Linked DNA regions of Danio rerio: region 2 is linked to region 1. A link is a contact called in public HiCAR-type data. All regions are on one chromosome and are shown on one strand. The core of a region is the stretch at or near the end of the contact, and the rest is flanking DNA. Distances in the headings are between cores, read along the strand shown.

Region 1 (4,003 bases), core at 52-2,551:
TGTCAGCAGACATCTTCCTGCCAATTATTGAAAAAGCTTTTCTATTTTATTTTAAATTTATTTTAAAAATAAGTTTATTTAAATTTATTTTAATTTTATTTATTTTTAAAAATCTGTGAAAGTATGAACGTAAAATCTTATATCGTCGTGATCATTGTCTTCTAGGCTAAAAGATGAAACCATTTTGAAAGATGTAAAAAAAACACAGTGACTGCTAGCCAGTTTTGAGGAAAACATGACAAAGTGAAGTTAGTTGTGTGTGTGTGTGTGTGTGTATATATATATATATATATATATATATATATATATATGTATATACATGTATATATATATATGTATATACATGTATATGTATATATATATATATATATATATATATATATATATATATATATATATATATATATATATATATATATATATATATTTGTATGTATGTATGTATGTATGTATGTATGTATGTTAATTGAAAATATTATGGATATATGGATAATAATCCAAATAAATCCAAATGTGTTTATCGAATAAATAAATAATAAATAAATAAATAAATAAACATACTGCGCTGTGTAGAATAAAAACATTAGACAATTACTGAGGAAATATAACTACTATTTAACGTAAAATGAATTAAAATTAATTGTGTGAAATCTGCCTTTTAAGTGTTACAACCTGCAGGTGGGGTGTAAATGGTAACATTTTTACTCCTGGCACTTTTGCCAATACTGCACAGAAACCATAGTTCCAGTGAATAATTCCAGTGCTTATTTGTAGGAGAGGATGGTGTGTTGTTGGTAAAAAATATGGTTTGTCTAACCACAATACTTTGATCATTATTTGGCCAAAACCAAAAAGTGTTCCTTTGTGCCCCGCTCTCCCCTATATCTAGGTGCATCATTTTCATGTTCATTTCAAAGTTAGCTTTGAATAAACTGAATAAAGCTTTATTAAATCTAATAGCCTACTGGCATATTAAATATTGACATCAAATATCCAGCAAAACGCGTGTGTTTTATATGAGCCACACAGGCGTATCCAGTAGATGGCGCAAGGAAATCAAAAAATACCGCGTGACGCGCTCAAGTGGACGCATCCTGACGTCGCTTCTCATTGCGTACATATGTGACGTATTTCCTGAGAAGCAGTCCGTAGACTACCTCTCCACTACAGTCCATTGGATAGAGGTGTATTTTTTTTATATCTTGTTTGTTTACTTGATTTCGCCGTTTGCAGCTTTCCGGCATGCGTCCTTAAGTATGTTGGCGTGCCGGTCCAAAGGTGGCTCAGACGAACCGGGTCTTAGTGATGCCGTAGCGTCGCGTTACGTGCGACAGAGCAAGCAAACCTATCGCAAAGTTTCGCTATTGTACAGCAGATGAGTGCGCGTGGACTTTAGGACAGTCCAGTACGTCAGGACACCTCAGCCTGTCCTTCTGACTACACTACTTTGCTGGTATCCTGAGTTAAGCTTTGTTTTGGGGACAGTGTTCGTCGTCAGTCAAACACGGAGGACTTTTCGTCGTGTCCGCTGAAAGGTTTAGTGGATTTACCGTGTGTCCAAGGAAACGGAAGATTACAAGCTGATGCTGTTGAGGTAAGAATTTCATTCAGTAGCCATTGACTACTTTAAAGCTGTTGTTTAGCCTAGTTTTGCTATAGTAACTTATTGGACTTGTTTTTCCAAACAGTGTTTGGAGTAAACAAAGCTAACGTTAATACATTACAATGTAAAGACACTTTTTTAAAAAGGAAAAGGTAGTTAAACGTGTTACTTACTTGGTTAACTTTTAATGAAGATAATGCGAACGTATGTGTTGTTTTTTGCTTTTCGAATGAGTCTTCATTTTAAGATTTTACTTTTTACCCACCACTGTTAACAAACCTGCGCGAACCACGTAAGTTAGGGAATGTTTTATGACTAACGTTAGCGTTAGCCTTTTGATGTATATAATACTACCTATCTTCGTCTTATCAGACGTAAGTTAGGCCTACTTTTAAAAGAAGATACAATTATGTACAGCTGTTATAACTTCAAACGTGGATAAACCAAACACACGTCTTCTCTAAAAACATTTGGACATTCAGGACGTCTTTTCGTTGTGATGGTTGGTTTCATATTTTGCTAGACAACACAAGCACGTTCCTTGTAAAAGGTGTATCATGTATGTTATTTCAGCTTTTAAATGAAGACGAATGATATTTGGGAACTTACACTGCAAACAATTACATTCAACTGGGCAATTTCAATTCAATTCTTTTTTTTTTTTTTTTTTGAGAATCAAATGACATGATTTAAAAAATAAGTATTTAATATATATTATTTTAGAACGTTTTAATACAATAATCACCAATATGAATGATAGCAATATTGATAATCACAAAAATGTCTTGGAAATGTTACTTGTGAGAGAAGCGTAATTTGTTTGCAAGGTTTAAGAAGGTCTTAAACAAGTGTTAAGTCTTAATTTGTTTTCCTCAATTTAGTCAAGGCAAGTTTATTTGTATAGCACATTTCATACACGATGGTAATTCAGAAGACTTTACATAAACCAGAATAAAAGACACAATAAAATAAAATAGTTAAAATAATGAAAAATTATTCCATTTAAATAATGTACATAAAAAATAAGGTAATTTCAATCCTTAAGAAGTTGGAAATCACAATACCAAGTGTAAATTTCTAACCTCATGGTATTAAATCGACTGCCAACATAAGCACGTTTGTAAAACGTGTATCATAAAATATTTTAAATGAGGACAATAGATATTTGTAAACTTGCACAACAAGCTATTATTTTCAATGAACATACAACTTTGTTGCTTATTGACGTCAATTCTTGTGTTTTTGAAAATCAAATGACATGGTTTTAAAATACGTATTTATTATATTTTAAAACGTTTTAATCCTAAAATCACAAATGATATCAATAAATATAATCACAAAAATGCCTCAAAGTTACTAATGAGAGAGGCATAATTAGTTTACATGGTTTAAGTAGGTGTTTAAAAAGTGATAGTTCTTAGTGTTAATTCCAAGTCTTCATTTTGCTCTTCCTCAATGTGAATCCCAACAGGAATTCTTCAATCTACAACATCATGGTGATAAATGTTGCATTGACTATCAGAAAATGATTTTTCAGTACAATTTTGCAACCAATTTAAAATCAAGATACAACTACTTGAGATTCAAAATTTAAAAAATGAAGTCTTGTTTGGTGAGGAATTAAATTTAAGTGAGTTTATTTTTTTACACGAGCAAAAATATATGTCAGTGGCGTAAAAACATTACTTTTCAATGAGTTTGATTCCCCACGTTTCCAGTTGGCAGGTATTTGTTCTTGTTTTAATTACTGAGGGCAAGATCTCATGTCATTTTCCTTTGCAAGTAATTTTATCTCGATTTTATAACCCTGAGATGTTTGCATTGGGATACATGCATGCATGGTTAGGGTTACTACAAAAGTTGTTGCCATATGCTTGTGTTTGGGAGCAAAGTTATTTGAACCTTTTGTTAAATTAAAATTCGACAAAGATTGGTTCAAGATGTATTTTCAAACCTTTAAATGTTGGTAATATAACTTGTGTTCTCCTTAATGTACATTTAGAGATGCTAGCAATGTGTTTACCCTCATAAAATTGTCTTTATTTGCTCTGAAATGTCCTCATAAAATCTGCGGAAATACTATTAAGATACCCCTTGATTTAAATCTACTTCTACAGTCTTTTTAACTTTTTTTACTATTATTGTGGATAACACTATTTGGAGGTGCTTTATTCTGTCTGTTGTCAAGATATGTTGTCTTTTTGCGTCTAAGTTTGACTTTTTACTCTTTAAATGGATTAGAAGTATGAATTATTTGTAAGTGATATGCCTCTACAAACGGTTATGGATTAGACACTTGTATCTGTTGTCAAAGCTAATGTTTCTGGTGTTTTTCTCACCCCTGAACTAGTTAAATTGATCATGCTTTTATTCTCTTTCCTCATGAGACCAATGTTTCAG
Region 2 (3,579 bases), core at 440-2,939, 220 kb after region 1:
TAAGCAGAATAATCATCTCTAGTTTGTGCACACCTGAGGTAGCAGTACCTCGGCTTTGCCTTATTTTCTAATAACTCAATGGCTCAATGTCATTTATTTCTTACTTAATCTATAAAACTTAAAGCTAACATTTACTGTTTATCAAACAGGTTCTAATTCTACTTGTGTTAAATTAGTTAAAAAGGTAAAACTTAAGTTTTTAGTCTATATACATTTTTCTAAACAAAATTCTGTGCTGAAATTTCTCTGACTGTTTAGTTGCTAATGATTTGCCTATTAACCTAGTTAAGCCTTTAAATGTCACTTTAAGCTGTATAGAAGTGTCTTGTGATATGTAGTAAACAATTATGTGCTGTCATCATGGCAAAGATAAAATTTAAATGATTAAATTTCAGTTTCAGTTATTAAATGAGTGATTAAAATGAATATTAGAAATGAGTTATTAAAACGATTATGTTTAGAAATGTGTTGAAAAAAAGTTCTCTCCATTAAACAAATTGGGGACAAAAATGTACAAAGGGGTGAATAAATCAGGAGGGCTATATTTATGTTAACCATAGAATAATTGACTCTTGTTTGTTGAATTATTAGAAAACAAAGCACACCTGAGGTGTAATAGCACCACCTTGGCTGTGCATAATTTTCAAATAATTCAATGGTCTGTCATTGGTTATTTCTTACTTTAACTATGAAACTAAAATGTAATATTTATTGTACATTTGTTTACCAACACAGATTAAACTTTTAGTTGGTATATAGATTTTATTATTATTATTATTCTGTGCAGTAACGGCAAAAAAAAAAAGGCGGCAGTTTCTGTCTGACATACATGTCTTTAGTTGCTAATGATTTGTCTACTTAGTTGAGCCTTCCCTGTTGAATAATCCAGCTTAAACCAACCTAAGCTGGTTTTAGCTGGTTGACCAGACTGGTTTTAGAGGGGTTTTTGGCCATTTCCAGGCTGGTCAGGCTGGAAAATGACGAGCTAAAACCAGCTTGACCAGCCTGATTTAAGCTGGTTTTAGCTGGTCATCTTCCAGCCTGACCTGCTAAGACCAGGCTGGAAACTAGCCTGGAAATGGCCAAAACCCCTCTAAAACCAGCCTGGTCAACCAGCTAAAACCAGCCAACCAGCCTAGGCTGGTTTAAGCAGTTTTTCAGTAGGGTTTAAGTTGCATTTTAAACAGAGTATGTTGACAAATATCTCAAATGTACTGTCATCATGGCAAAGATAAAAGAAAGAAATAGTTCATTTAAAATGATTAAATTGGTTACTAAAACTATTAAGTTTTGTGTTAAAAAAAACTTTGTTAAATAAAAATTTGGTGACAAAAAGTACAGGGGGGCTAATAATTCAGGATCGGGGGCTAATAATTCTGACTGCAACTGCAGGCTATATAAATCTAAATTAGCTACCAAACGATATCACACTTTTGTGGTCAGTGGTCACAATAACAATAGCCAGCAGATGGGTTCTGCAATAGTATTGCTGGTGTGTAGCTCAGGTGTTGAGGTGCATTAGCGGTTTAATCCTGTTCACAGTGAGTCTGCGTCCTGCTTCATGTCTTCCTGGTTTTAACTCAACAGCTGCCGCCTGCAGCTTCATTCTGTCAACACTTCGCCCTGTTCGTCTCAGCATTCGGACGTTCTGTTCTGCATGATGATTATGGATAATTTTATCTTCCGCTTGTCCTGCTGACCGCGATAGTCTCTGCCGCAGGCAAACCTGAGGTAAGGATATACAGTACAGTAGGCTACAACAACTCGGAGCGCTAGTCGATCTATAGCCTATAAAAGATAGCCTAAGCCATATGAACAATATAGGCTAAGTTAGGCTATTCTTGTTGGGTTTGACACGTAGTTTTAAGAAAAGGCGGTTGAATCTTCTACCGTTGACGACTCGAGTTCGGTAACGTTAGAAGATATAACACTCAGTGACAGCACGGCGCCATCTCCTAACAACAATTCGCTTTTTTGTTTTACACTCCATTTATTTTTACATGTCATGAAATGTTTACAGTTTTGAACATCTGATATTTTTTGAGCGGATATTGTGCTGTTTATGTTTTTTTAAATTACACAAAATAAGATCTTAAAGAGATAGTTCACACAAATTAATAATCTGTCATCATTTAGGCCACTTTACTTTCTTGGCTTTATTACTTTTGTTAAACGCTGAAGACGATATTTTGAAGAAATCCATCGAAGACCTGTTACCACTTAACCTAGCCTACTGTAGTATTTGTTTCCTGCCATGAAAGTCAATTGTTCATCATGTTTAAACAAGTTAAACAAAATAAGATCGATAGTTCACGCTAAAATAAGTATTGTGTCATTATTCACTCACCCCTTTACTTGTTTGGCTTTATTTCATCTGTTAAACACTGAAGAAGATATTTTTAAGAAAGCTGCAGACCTGTAACCATTGACTTTTAAATTAGTTTTTCCTGCTTTGGAAGTCAATAGTTTAGTTTTTCAGTTTTTGTTTTCACAATATCCTCTTTAGTGTTTGAAACCACATGTGGGGGAGCAAATTTTCATTATTTGTTTTAAACTCCATTTATTTTTCATTGTCAAGAAAGGTTTACAGTTTTACACATCTGATTTATATTTGTATAAATTTTATATTTTACCAAATTACACAAAATACGAACTTAAAGAGATAGTTCACACAAATTAATAATCTGTCATCATTTAGGCCACTCACCCCCCTTTACTTTCTTAGCTTTATTACTTCTGTTAAACGCTGAAGACGATATTTTGAAGAAATCCATCGTTACAGACCTGTTACCATTGACTTTATTTGTTTTCCTGCTATAAAAGTCAACTGTTACATCATGTTTGATCAAGTTAAACAAAATAAGATCTTAAAGGGATAGTTCACACAAAAATTAATATTCTGTGCCATCATTTAGGCTATCACCCTATTTACTTGTTTGGCTTCATTTAATCTGTTAAACATCAAAGACGATATTTTGAAGAAAGCTGCAGACCTGTAACCATTGACTTTTAAATTAGTTTTTTCCTGCTATGGAAGTCAACGGTTTAGTTTTTTAGTTTTTGTTTTCACAATGGCTGTTTCTCAATATGCGTTCTTCAGCGGTCTTGCGTCCTCGTGTTCTCGTGCAACGTCATCATCAGTTGCCTAAGTTCAGTTCCAATACTCAAGATCGCAAGTACAGAGGACGCGTGAAACTTCCCGGATGTGATCTTGATATCGAGGACGCACTTATGCAGACTTGAGCAGCGAACTCGCTCTGGAAGTCCCAGAAGTCATTGCGACTGGAGGTGGGAAGCGCAGCATTTTATTTAGATGTATTATTAAAGCTCAGAGATATCATTTATTTACCTCAGGAGTTTCCGTAAAGGAAACAGTGAAAGTAAACATTACCATGAACATCTTAATAAAGGAATAAACACATTAAGGGTGTTTGTTTGCTGAAATTTGTATTAAAATCTGTTTTATTTATATTGTGCAGAGTATATTTATAATGTTTTTATGCAAACGTATATATTTTTAAGAGGGGAAAAACAATAAATCGTTGTATGAATGCTTTAATGTTGGAATAATTTCCATTT

Evidence for each region. HiCAR-type assays count read pairs that join an accessible place to other places.
Region 2: a contact with region 1 is called in a HiCAR-type map of caudal fin, with 9 times the contacts expected there. The contact joins the promoter of fes here to the promoter of furina in region 1. A contact is called at or near these places in 4 of 18 Hi-C or Micro-C datasets (caudal fin, embryo, hematopoietic stem cells and 1 more) and 1 of 4 datasets of contacts at active chromatin or transcription factors (caudal fin).

Annotation. Positions count from the first base shown.
Region 1 is chr7:14,001,068-14,005,070 of GRCz12tu, forward strand. It overlaps furina (furin (paired basic amino acid cleaving enzyme) a), which reads left to right and starts at 1,302. Exons shown (of 16, transcript NM_001045106.2): 1 at 1,302-1,594.
Region 2 is chr7:14,215,766-14,219,344 of GRCz12tu, forward strand. It overlaps fes (FES proto-oncogene, tyrosine kinase), which reads left to right and starts at 1,690. Exons shown (of 20, transcript NM_001199869.1): 1 at 1,690-1,731.